Regions from separate parts of the Hordeum vulgare genome. Here region 1 is linked to region 2. The links are chromatin contacts, called in public Hi-C maps. All regions are on one chromosome and are shown on one strand. The core of a region is the stretch at or near the end of the contact, and the rest is flanking DNA. Distances in the headings are between cores, read along the strand shown.

The links. Hi-C and Micro-C count contacts between places; a contact is called where the count stands out from the background.
Region 1: a contact with region 2 is called in a Hi-C map of leaf, with 4 times the contacts expected there. The contact joins the enhancer-like site here to the promoter of LOC123440171 in region 2. A contact is called at or near these places in 2 of 6 Hi-C or Micro-C datasets (leaf and seedling).

The regions. Positions count from the first base shown.
Region 1 is chr3H:461,175,446-461,182,468 of MorexV3_pseudomolecules_assembly, reverse strand. It overlaps LOC123444262 (myosin-17-like), which reads left to right. Exons shown (of 51, transcript XM_045120939.1): 37 at 66-233; 38 at 379-588; 39 at 698-818; 40 at 900-992; 41 at 1,070-1,150; 42 at 1,246-1,431; 43 at 1,815-2,159; 44 at 2,250-2,381; 45 at 2,464-2,534; 46 at 2,611-2,710; 47 at 2,778-2,834; 48 at 2,925-2,981; 49 at 3,091-3,171; 50 at 3,441-3,523; 1 more. The coding sequence ends at 3,739. Among protein-coding and RNA genes, the nearest start is that of LOC123444262, 38 kb to the left of the region's middle. Within about 2 kb of position 4,363, at least 2 of the 3 cell types and tissues checked have open chromatin away from gene starts, as enhancers often do. A contact at or near this core is called in leaf, where this site is marked.
Region 2 is chr3H:460,853,167-460,859,653 of MorexV3_pseudomolecules_assembly, reverse strand. It overlaps LOC123440171 (B3 domain-containing protein LFL1-like), which reads right to left and starts at 1,250. Exons shown (of 7, transcript XM_045116745.1): 1 at 1,025-1,250. The coding sequence starts at 1,195.

The sequences.
Region 1 (7,023 bases), core at 3,114-5,613, 320 kb before region 2:
GGTATACTGTTAAATTTTTCCAGTTATCAGCTTTATGACATACTTTATGTTTACCAATAAAACAGGCTTGAAGAAGATGTAGCAGCAAAAGATGTTTCATTAGAAGCAGCACGGCAAGAAAATGACTCAATCAGAAAATCTCTTACTGAAGCTCAAGAAAGAAACGAGGAATTACTCAGAAAAATTAGCGATAATGAGTACCGGATCCATTTACTTCAAGACACAGTGCAAAAGTTAGTATTTTCATTCTGTATGCAGTGCGCTGCCACTGAGTTTCTAACTAGAATAACATCATTACATGATTACTACTAGTATTGTATGTTCATAAAAAATCATTGATGTTATCCTTTACAAGTCTACTTCTTTTCTTGAGACCAGGATTCAAGTAGATGCAATATCAAGATTGTCTTCATTTGTGATGGAAAAACAAGACAGTGATGTTGCCAAGAGAGCTCTTACTGAAGCTCATGAAAGGAATGAAGATTTATTGAAGAGAAATGAAGACCTCCTTAACAGGAATGATGATTTGATTAAAAAAATTGAGGAGTCAGGCAAAGTTATAACTCACCTTCAGGAGTCCCTACAAAGGTGCATATGTATTCTTTTATGCGTCACTTTTTCAAATATAGTGGTCAGATTCTGCTTCCTATTTTTTCAACCTCATTCAAACAATTCTTTGTGATCCTTCCATAAACAGAATTGAAGGAAAAGCAGCCAACTTAGAAGCTGAGAATCATGTTCTCCGTCAGCAAGCAATTGCTACTCCACCTTCTACTGCCAAATCTCAACCCTCACGTTCAAAGATCACAAGGATTCATGTAATGTACCTTTACTGGGCCTGACACATATACGATGATTATTCGATCCTCATAACTGATATTGTTCGTATATTTTTGCAGAGAAGCCCAGAGAATGGGCATGTTTTGAACGGTGAGCTAAGGCAGGCTGAGATGAGGCCATCAGCTGGCATGTCAGAAGCAACACCCCCAGCAGTGAGTTATAGCAACTATATATCCACATATAATTTCTACAAAATTGCATTTAATTGAATGTCTAAACTATAATATAGGGCAATGCTCCTGACTCGAGTAATCAAAAAGACGTTGAACACGGAGAAAAACTGCAAAGAGTTCTTAATCAGAAACATCAGGTATTCTGCAAATTTGATGCTGATTCTCAGTGTTCAGTTGAACTGTTAACCTACTTTTGAGATGATCATTTGTTACTTTTTGGAAGTCTCTGCAGCCCCAGCAGCCCCAAGATGACCAGCAGTGGTTACTTACTTGCATTCCACAATATCTTGGATTTTCTGGGAGCAAGCCTGTTGCCACTCTTCTTATATACCAGTCTCTTCTTCACTGGAGATCATTTGAAGCCATGAAGACTGGTGTATTTGACAGAATTCTGAATGCTATAAACTCTGCAATAGAGGTTCCTCACACTTTCTTTGGATTCGAATAGCATCTTTCTTCATTTAAATGCAGCATCGATGTCATGGAGTACAACCTCTACTTGTTGCAATAAACTAGGAGAGAATGTCATTTATCGAATGCCCTATTGCAGCAGAATTGGAATTAATCTCATTTATCCAATTTTCTGTTGTGCAACATCTAACATGTACATAAAATAATAATTGGCAAGATTAGGATCCATGTTCTTTGTTCTCTCAGAGTGCCTTGAATAATTGATAAAACATGAAAATATGGAAATTAACTACAGCAACAACTTTTCATATTGCTTGCAAAACTACACTTCATGCAGTTGGTGTAGAGTTTGGCTACTTGTCCTGATGTCAGACTTTACCTTTCTTGAAGGCTGAACATGATGTGAGAACATTGGCATATTGGTTGTCCAACTTATCTGCATTAACAGTTCTCCTTCAACGATCATTCAAAACTACTAGGACCGCACTCTCAACCCCGCAAAGGCGAAGATTTTCATCTGAGAGGATATTTCATACAAGTCAAACTTCAAATGCTGGGCTTGCTTATCTCGGTGGGCAATCAGTTGTTGGAGCTACTGGATTACCCCAAGTCGAAGCAAAATATCCAGCTTTGCTCTTTAAACAGCAGCTTGTGGATCTAATTGAGAAGGTTTATGGTATGATAAGCGACAGTGTGAAGAAGGAACTAAACCCTTTACTTGAATTGTGCATCCAGGTGCTGTTACTTGCTCTCATTTTTTGGAAGAAAATTAAAGAAGCTTCATCCTTTTCTATTTAAAGATAGTTAAATGTTGAATCTCTTCAGGATCCACGTTCTTCTCACTCAAATCTGGCAAAAGGCAATACAAATGGCTTGGGACAACAGAACCAATTAGCACATTGGTTAAGCATCGTGAAAGTCCTAGCCAACTATTTGGATATATTAAAGGCGAACCATGTAGGTGCAAAGATCATGGACCCATGGTGTCCGTTCATAAAATTGTCTGAATGCATTTTGTCTTATCTGGTTGAATTTGCAGGTCCCATCAATTTTGGTGCATAAGTTGTTCGTACAGATATTTTCACTGATTGATGTTCAGCTATTTAACAGGTTAACCTTTGTCCTAGCCTCATGTATTCACTCACATATGTATAAGCTTCTCTTAAGATCTTCCCCTTGGAAACAGACTCCTTTTGCGGCGTGAGTGCTGTTCATTTAGCAACGGGGAATATGTCAAAGCTGGACTAGCTGAGCTAAAACACTGGTCTGATAATGCTACTCGAGAGGTATTCACTTCCCCGTTTTCAAATGGATTTTCCAAAGCTATTGACTTATCTGTTGTATTTGACGCAGTTTGCAGGTTCGGTCTGGGAGGCATTGAAGCATATCAGACAGGCTGTTGATTTCTTGGTGCGCATTCTTTTTTACTTACTGAATATTAATTCCCCAATAATGTTTTATTCACAAATAAATTTGGTTCCTACTCTTCTCTTTTGCCAGGTGATTTCTCTAAAGCCAATGAGAACACTAAGAGAGATACGTGCTGATGTGTGCCAAGTAAGTATTTGATTTGACTGACATTCTTTTCTTAATAAGAAAGGAAGACTCCACTGCCAGTCCTTACCCCTATAAGTTGTACTTCTAATATTTGTATGAATTCTTTCAGGCCCTTAGCATACAGCAGCTAGAGCGCATAGTTGGTATGTACTTGGATGACGTCAATGGTACAAACACTATTTCAGCAGAGGTGAGATGATGTACCCTCATATACTATTTGGTCGAATGCGGTCATACCATCACTTAAGCCCCAAATCTCATCTGAACTCTGAAGTTAACCATGCGATTCTGAATTTGAGTGCACTTGGGGCGAGAGTAATATCATGACCTCTGGATGTCCTTATGTGGCAACCCTCACCACCTCCACTTAAAAAAAAACACTATTTGGTCTTTACTACAATATTGATTTGTTTTTCATTTACAAATGAAGATATGTGATTTCTGCTTATCTATTTATAGTTCGCATCAAGCTTGAAAGCTGCAGCGCGTGAGGAAGCAAATACTGTCACGACTTTCTCTATACTGCTAGATGATGATTCTAGGTTTGTTACATTTGACAAAAAAAAGCACTTTCAGCTTAAAGCCTCCTAATGTTTATGGCTCATGGTTTCACCATTTCGTTCCACAAATGCAGTATACCTTTTTCACTCGATGATATTACAAAGACAATGCCAATCATTGAGATTGCTGATGATGACTTGCTACCGTTTGTCCGTGAAAACCCAAGCTTTGCGTTTTTATTGCAAAGAGGGGAATAGTTATTTTTTTCTCACCGTGGAGCCTTCGGCAGCTGTGGATAAATCAGGAGTTCCTGTTTGTAGGTTGTACAGTATGCGTGATTCTTTTTATACCAGATAGCAAGCCATTGAGGAGTAGTTCCTAGGAGAGCTTAGGTATTTGATTTCGATTGATTGGTTCGTTGATTGTAAATTTGTGTCCAGTTTTTCATGCCATGTTTTCTTTTTGATTATGTTGGGCTTGTATACCGAGGGGACAAGGGCAAAAGTCCCTGTATAAGCTTAGTAATGCAAAGTTTTGCTGTAATTAGTGAAGCTGTACGTGTGTTGTAAATTGTTACAGAAAATGAATATCATCGTTCTGCTGGTATAGAATAATGGCATTGTGGTTGGCTTGTTCGTGTCTTCCAACTAAAATTCTTTATTATTTGTTCAGCTAGTTCCCTCTGTGCTAGACTTACACTTGAAGAGGGTATTAATCTAAAGGGAAACGTTTAGTTTCATCCGTCTGATTTCTGAAAGAAACCAGAAACCAGCCGCCCCTGTCGCCTGACACCTGTCATGGGCCCTGCACGTTGCTTTCCCTTCTCTCGTGTACGGTGCAGCAGGCCCGCCTGCTGTTTCTTGCTCGAGCTTTCGCAAGTGCCCCCACCAGTGATGCGTTGCTGCGCTCGGTGCTGCATTTTTGTTCGCCGCCATAAACGGTGTGGCATATGTTGTAACGACCCGCTGATCCAGAGGATTGATAAAGGGGGAGAAGGGGATGAGATCTGAGTTCGGTTTATTTTTTTGCGAAGGAAGAAGATGCGATACAAAGAAGGGTAGGTAGGTGAGGAGCAGGTGAGGATTCACACTCTCATACAACATGTCTGGTCTTTTTTGTCTACATCCACACTTATACGCACACATATCTGACCAGTGGGCCCCATTCACATGGCTTACATGTACATAGTTTTTCATCCTATGAGTGGGATGAAGGTGTGACACTCCCCTCTTCTGCAAAGAAAGCCTCCTCTTCAGGTTCTTCAGGCTCGACAGGGACTGCAGAATCCTTTTGTTCGTCCACGTCGTGGTCCTGTCATATGATTGTTGAAAGAAAACATCGTCGAAGTGTGTCGTAGTCCTTCCAGGTGGTGCTTGTGGAGGAAGAAAACCAGCGGATCCGTAGTTGCACGATGACGTTGTTGCCCCGCTTGACCATGCGTCGCTCCAGGACCTTCACGGGTTCGATGTCGCTAGTTTTGGGTATAGTTGGGTGTAGGGCCGCAGCTTGAGGAGCACGTAGTCGCCCACCTTGAAGCTGTGCTCCGTGCGATGGCGGTCCGCCTGCTTCTTGAAACAGCCCTGGGCACGGTGAATTTGCTCCTGCAGGCGCGTAGTGTTCGCGCCCCAATCCCAGTGCTCGGCGTCGAGGGTGGACGTCGTCATGTTGTCCCAGAGAGGCATGCCACCAAGGTTTGGCTTGACGCCGTAGTGGGCCTTGAATGGAGTACAGTTGATGGCGGAATGGAAGGATGAATTGTACCAGAATTTCGTCATTGGAAGCCAGCAACGCGAGCGTTGAGGTGTGTCGTGGATGGATCATCATAGGTACATCTCGAGGCATTGATTGACGCGCCCGCTCTTCCCGTCCATCTGCGGATGGTAGGTTGTCGAGTAGAGGAGCTTGGTGCCGGCCTTGGTGTACATCTCACGTGAGAGCGTTCTCGTGAACACGCGATCACGGTTGGAGACGATGGACTTGGGAATGCCGTGGAGCTTGACGATCTTATCCTAAAACGCGTGCGCCACCTGCGCTGCATTGAATGGGTGTCGTAGGGGGATGAAGTGCATGAACTTGGTGAGGCAATCCATGGCGACCATGATAGAGTCATATCCTTATCCTTCGGACTTGGGCAAGCCCTCCACGAAGTCCATCGTCATGTCCTGCCAGGGTGTTGCCGGCACTGGCAGGGGCGCGAACAAGCCTGCTTGTCGATGATGCTCTTGTTTGGCGTGTTGGCAAATGGCGCATTGTTTGACGTAGGTGTCGATGTCCTCTTTCATTTGTGTCCATAGAAATAGCTTTTTGAGGCGTTGGTAAGTTGTCCTGGTACCTGAATGCCCACCGACAGCGCTGTCATGGAGGGCGCTGATGAGCTTAGTGCGAAGAGCTGCATTGTTTTCGATCCAAAGCCGGTTCTGCTTGCGGATGAGGCCCTTGTGCAGCTCGAATCCGTCGTCGTCTAGGTTGTGGATGGCGAGGTGAGACAATAACCCTTGTGCATCGACGCCTGTGGTGTAAGAATTGGCCACCTCCTGCACCCAGGTTGGTTGGCACAACGAAAGAGCGCTCAGGTCCAAAGCCGCGCCCACGCGCGATAGAGCGTCAGCTACCCCATTATCGACGCCGCGACGATACTAGAACTTGAACTAGAGTCCCACCAGCTTTGACATGGCCTTGCCCCGCAGATCTGTCTCAAATTGCTCATCCCTCAGGTTGCACAAGCTTTTGTGATCCATGACAATGGTTAACTTCCCACGTTGAACGTAGGCGTGCCATTTGTCCACGACCATCATCACTTCAAGGAATTCCTTCTCGTAAGCGGACAACTTTTGGTTGCGAATCCCGAGTGCCTTGCTGAAGTAGGCCACCGGAGGGCCATCTTGCACGAGCACGGCTCCAATGCCTGTGTCGCAAGCGTCGGTCTCAATGCTGAAGTGCTTGTCAAAGTCCGGCAGCGAGAGGACTGGTGCGCTGGCTATGGCGCGCTTGAGGAGCTCGAAGGCGGCTTGTGCTTGATCATTCCACTTGAACCCTTTTTTGTCAGGAGCACCGTTAATGGCTTGGCGATGATGCCGTATCAGGCAACGAATTTGCGATAATAGGTTGTGAGGCTAATGAAGTCGTGCAACTCGGTTGAAGTGGAGAGTGTAGGCCAGCTAAGCATGGCTTGAGTCTTCTCTGCATCGGTAGCGACGCCAACGCTCGAGATGACATGGCCCAGGTAGTCAACGCTCTCTATGGCGAAGGAGCACTTGGATATCTTGGCGTATAACTGATGATGACGAAGCAACTCGAAGACTGCACGCAGGTGCTCTTCGTGTTCTTCCAATGTCTCGTTGAAGACCAAAATGTCGTCGAGGAAGATGATGATGAAGCGACAGACGTGCTTGTAGAAAATATGATTCATCAAGCACTAGAACATGGCCGGCGCATTTGTCAGGACGAACAACATGACACGAAAGTGGAAGTGTCTGTGGTGCGTCTTGAAGGCTGTCCTCTCTTTGTCGCCCGCGTGCATGCGAATCCGATGATAGCCGAC
Region 2 (6,487 bases), core at 1-2,500:
TATTTCCTGCGATTATTGTGCTGCAGTAAGCTACTAGAGAAAACGCAATCCCTACAAACCTTGCAGCGCCTCATGGAAATGGCAATAACATAACATTTGTGCAGACAGTAAATGTGAAATGCACATAACAACATGGACAAAAGAATGTGAGTATGTAAAGGACTAAATTATGCACTTGCAGCTAATATTGAGTGTGTACTGTTGTAATATATATAACCACGCAAGTGTTCTTGTTTGTTTTTTTCCAAAAAGAGGGAAAAGACCCTCGACCTCTGCATCAAGTAATGCACACAGGCATAGGCAAGTGTTGTTGTTACCGTTGCACATAACTACATTGACACGGTGACGATGTGAACCACTAAGTGTTCTTATTACGCTGAAACTGCCAGATGGGACCTACAGCACATATTCTATACATGTGCCACATGAGACACGACAGAAGATGAGTTACGAAGTCTTACTCTGATTATTTAGTTCGAAAACATGGATAATTGGTGTATGATGAGTTAATGACTGACCAAAACTATCAAAGAGTGGACCCTGCCATAGACGTCGTAGATCCAACAGAGAAGTACAAAAATCACCCCTTACCATAACCTCTAGCCTAGCACACTAACGACGACAATTGAGCAAAAAATAGCAATTGATCACATTCACACCTAAGCACACAACCCGTTAGGTCGGTGAAATCCGATCGTGGAATTCAAAATAAGACCTTCAAAGATCCCCTAGACTCGCAACAACGCAGTAATCAAATCGGCAATCGGGCAGATGAGAGCCCCCAATGCAATCAACCACACACGTCAAACATCTAGAGGCGCCTCGGTCGCTATCAATCAAATCAAATCTCAAATCAAACGTCAACCATAACAATCACCCCTCTCTTGCCCTGGGCCTCCAGCCCACCGCGTCTCCCCGCCAGCACGGCCCACCACCTCCGCGGAGATGATGATGATCCCATAATATACGGAGGATCGACCACCTACACGCAGCAGGACGTGGCGATGAATTCCGAGGCACTCACTGGTCGGATCGCCGGCATCCACCGGACACCGCCGCGGGGCCCGCGCCGAACGGACCTCCGCTTCCGGGTGACGAGCTGCGGGCCAGGCTCGCCGATCCCGTCGGCCGAGGAGGAGGAGGCGGCGGTGGATGCGGAGGGGGAGCGGCGCTTGCTGCTGCTGATGGCGGCCATGCCGGTGGGACGGGAGGAGGAGGGGGATGATGCGGCGGCTAGGGTTGGGGTCGCGCGGGGCGCATTTATAGGCGGGGGCGGGCGGAGAATCGGAGACGGGGGGCGCGGCGCCAAGTGGCGGGCGAGCTCTGAAATGGGAGCCAGCGCCCGACGGGGCGATGCCGAGGGCCAACCGGGCGGGCGCGAGGTGGCAGGCGCCGGGTGGGAGGCGCGGGGAGGCCGCTGCTGGCGTTTTTTCCGCCTTGGGATTCCCCGCGGGGCTCGCAGACAAATGGCTGGCTTGTGAGTTTTGAAATCCGGGGGGCGCCTGGTTTGGGTTCCGTTCCGTGTTTCGCACTCTGCCTGCATTCGCCCTCGCCCTCGCCCGTGGTGGTTGGCGCACTCATCACTGCCGCCCCGCCCCCCGCGCGAGCTCTGCTCATTCACTGGTCGTAGGCTGCGGTGGAGCTTGAAGCGTGGACGGGGGTTCGCTAAAAATAGCCCTATGGCGCAGATACTCTTTTATGGCAACAAATTTGTGACATTCACATTCGTCCGTCATACGTGGTCCATACGCGAAATGAATATAGGATGCATAGACGCATCCACCATATTAGATCTAGCCCACATTGGCTCATTTTAACCCCACATATGTACGTCTATATTCTTATCCAGGATTAAAACCTAGCCACGTCACTTCACTTTCAATCTGTTTTGCTCCTCCCTTACTTATCTTAAACGAGCTTCGGCCTTTTTTTGATATGGTAGGCAACGAATGAGAGTGTGATAATTCCAAATTCGTCGGTTGGGACCTTGTCCCATGCGAGGACATGGACGAGTTAGCCATACGACTCGCTCTCCGTTGGTCTCTGGAGGAAACCCGAACTTCGTCCTTCCAGTATGCGGGCACCGAGTCACTTCGACGGGAATCCATTGCGTCCGCACAGGTGGGGCTTGAATCCAACTGTTGTCCTACGCTAAGTGCATCGATTAAGGAACATGCGATGGGGATGGATCACGGATCCTTATCACTAGTCGCGTAGTGTGGTGCAGTAGAAGTAGCATCGGGGCAGCGCGTCCGGGGGTTCGTCTCCTCCTTGTTGGAACTCTCTCGAAGAGACGGTCGTTGGCTTTCACGAACAGGTTCGCTGTAGTAGCGCAATTGCATCGCCTCTGACGATATTCGCGCGTGCATGAAGAACATCGTGTGGCCGACTCCTAGGTCCGATCACGCAACTGACGATGAGTGGAGGTGGCTAGTGGTAACGCATGCAAAGCCCTAATGACGACGTTGAAGTGATCAACTGAAACCATATGTCGCACCTCCACTATATATATATATGGATCCATCACGGGCTCAACGGTTGGGTATCGCACGGATCCTAAAGCCCAAAGTCTACTCGATCACGATCCAAATCCAACTCGGACTACATCCGATCAGTGTCCTCGGATCCGACCTCATAGGTTCCTTCCCTTAAACGTGTGCCCCCTTGGGTGCAAGTCGGCTTGGTTGCAGGTTTGATTGCCTCCGATATTCATGGTTGGTAGCGGCTTCTAGCAAAGCGTACCACCACCAAGCAGACAATAAAGCCGGTTTGGTGAACCTGTATATCATACTTCTAATCCTTTTACCTCACGATATATGTTGTCGGGCTCAAGGCGATATGGTCATCCTTGGTGTAGCCCGACCTCTTTCTCTTTCCAGTGATTCTGACCAACACCTCGGATTATCTCATAATACTCGTCGCATGGTCAGGCTTATCTAGGTCGGATCACACGAGGGGGCTGATACGTCTCCGTCGTATCTGTAATTTTTGATTGTTTCATGTCATTATTGTACAACTTTCACATACTTTTGACAACAATTTATATGATTTTCTTTGACTAACATACTGATCGAGTGCCGATGTCAGTTCCTGTTTGTTGCATGTTTTTAGTTTCATAGAAAATTCATATCAAACAAAGTCCAAACACAATAAAATTTTACATAGTTTTTTTTGGAATATATGTGATTTTTGATAAAAGGAACCAACGCGGGACAGTGTCCGAGGGAGCCACGAGCTCACATGGCGGGCCCTAGGGGGTAGGGCGCACCAGGTGAGCTTGTGACTCCTCCATAAGTTGGCTGGGTGTGTCCTTTGGCTGCAAGGAAGCTAATATCCTCATAACAATCCCCTCAAACTTGCAGCCCAATCGGAGTTATGGATATTCAAATATTTAAGAAACGATGAAGGGACAGAAAACACGAACGCGAAACAGAGAGAGATATCCAATCTCGAAGAAACCCTCCTCCCATCTAGGGGGATGCCAAGGAAGAAGAATAAGGTGGGGGGGGTATCCCCCTCTCTTCTGGTGGCGTCGGAGTGCCACTGGTGGAATCATCGTGATGGCAATGTGCACCAACAACTTGCCGCTATCATTACCAACTCTCTCCCCCTCTATGCAAAGTGTAACACCTCTTTTCCCCATTGTAATCTCTACTTAAACTTGTTTTTTATGCCACATATTATTATCCAATGATGTGCTGCCATCCTATGATGTTTGAGTAGATCCTTTTTGTCCTATGGATTAATTGTGTATGGTGTGATTGATATGAGTTGTATGTTGATATGATGATGTCCTATGTCGCCCATCGTGTCGCGCAAGCGTGTGGTATTACCGTTGTAGGGTATTACAATACGTTCGTAATTCACTTATAGTGGGTTGCAAGAGTGACAAAAGTTTAAACCCAAGTAAGGGGGTTGTTGCATATGGGAGTAAAGAGGACTTGTTACTTAATGCTATAGTTGGTTTTTATCTTAATGATCTTTAGTAGTTGTGGATGCTTCCTAGAGTTCCAATCATAAGTGCATGTGATCCAAGTACGGAAAGTATGTTAGCATATGCCTCTCCCTCATTGCATATGATAAGTATCTATCGTGTTATATTCGATTCCCTAGGGACAATATTTTTCATTGCTCTACAAAAAGCTCTCTACTAAAGCAAACTAACTTTTATTATCGAGCTAAGTATGTCTAGTTTTGTTCTTGCAACCTTATCCTATTACACCTACCAAGTAGTTTTATGCTTGTTTTAGGTAAAGGGGACATTAAGTGTCTGTAAAGTTGTATCGATGGTCGACAGAACTTGAAGGGAATATATAATTCTACCTTTATATCCTCATTGGGTTCGACACTCATATTTATAAAAAAGGCTACAAATGACTCCCTACACTTGTGGGTTATGAGGGGCCATAGTATATCTCTCCCGATCGGAGGGGCAAATCCCATCTTGCTCGACCACATCTCGTAGCACGTGTGAGGACAAGCCCAAAACTATCCAATTACAGAGTAGTGTTTGGTGGGTCTAAAGCAGGCGTGTCACCATCCTGAGTTCATGAGTCAGCTGAGGTCTTAGGACACATGACATATGTTGTACGAGAGATTCACAGATAAAATTATCTCACATTGTCTCATAATCGTGTCTGTTCGGTACGAACCTTATCTCGACTCGGATCCGACTACGTTCAATTTGACCAGATCTTTCCGAGTCCATATTATGTAGATAGCATCCAATGCTACATGGTTAGTGAGACCAGACCATCCCATCGTGAGATATGTGAGTCTAGCTGGGTGCGCATCCACACAACCCTTTCGACTAGAGATCATTTAGAATAATCATCACACAATGCATAGTCTCACAAGAAAGTCACGTACTTGTTGATACACATCATTGACAATGTCCAAGGACTATCTTTATTCATAAACACATAGGAAATATCACCATGCATGATTGCCTCTATGGTATATCTCTAACACCAACGGCTTGAGGCATGTGACCGTGGCAGAACCAGAGGCAACAAGCAGCAGGTGGATGTACCGTTGCCCGATCGAATGATCCCGGGTTGGCAGCGCAATCGCTGTAATGTATCCTCGTCTCCGTGACGTCAGGCTTCGAGTCGATGTTCACGCTGCAAGCTGGCATGGCCAGAGATCCATCGGAGGGCTTCGCTACGATGACCGACCCGAGGTTGAGGATTGATTTGTTCGTCGTGTGAGGGATAAGTTGCGCCAAGCTGTCGAGACGGAGTTACAAGCCACGTCAGGCAAGCCTGCGGAGGCTGAGTCACATGTCGCATTGTAAAAGAGCACAAATTCACTTTGTGCATGTGTTATGAGAAGTGGCAAGCCCGCATGTTACAAGAACTCACACTCGAGCATACCTGGGTGATACTTGTGATCTGCGTTGGGTTTTTTGTGAAGAGGAACGGGTTATAGCAACACAATGTGGGTAACTATTTCCTTAATTATGAAACCAAGGTTTATCGAACCAATAGGAATATCAACCGCAACCGTCTTCAGAACCAACAACTTGCACCCAACACGGGCAAGAGGGTTGTCAGTCCCCTTGTCTTGTTATTTGCAAGCGAGTGAGGTGTGTAAATAATTGTTGATAGCAAGATAAAATAAAACAAGTAAATGACAACAAGATATTGAAGGTTTTATCAATATGTTGTGAATAGACCCGGGGGCATAGTTTTCCCTAATGGCATCTCTCATGAAAAATAATATACGATGGGTATAAAAATTACTGTTGGGCAATTGACAGAAAGGTGGATAGTTATGTGATATTCAAGACAATGATCATGTGTATATAGGCATCACATCCATAAACAAATAGACCGACTCCTGCGTGCACCTATTATTATTACTCCACCCATTGACCGCTATCCAACATGCATCTAGAGTATTAAGTAAAACAAAGTAATGCATGGATAACAATGACATGATGTAGACAAAATAAACTCAAGCAATATGAATAAACCCCATCGTTTTATCCTTAGTAGCAGCAACACAAAGATGCATCTTGTCCCCTTTGAAATCACAATTGCTCCCTAAGGTGGTTTTGGTAATCAATAACAACATATGTGTCATTGAACTAGTGATTCTATCCAATTATATTTGAGAAAAGTTCAAAGATGCATTGGCTAAAGGATTGTGACGAGAAGCCCCTTGATGCAAGGAAAGGAATAGGATTGGCCAAGCTTCAAGCTACAAGACTCTACATTTTATATTTGTGAGAAATCACTTTTGAGCCCATAGGAAAGCCAATAATATTAAAAGGGGGTGAGCTATCTATGATGAATTGGTTGGTCAAGTGCTTAGAGATAGCTACCAAAAATACTCAGCCGTTCTCCCACAAAATACTCTGTCCAAAGCCTAAACATCAAAATCAGTGACACCAACAATTTCCACTCGGCCCTATCGATTTTTCCAGAGAAAGAACGTGTGCCAAACCCTAGAATCTCGATACCACCAACTTTCACTTCGGTGC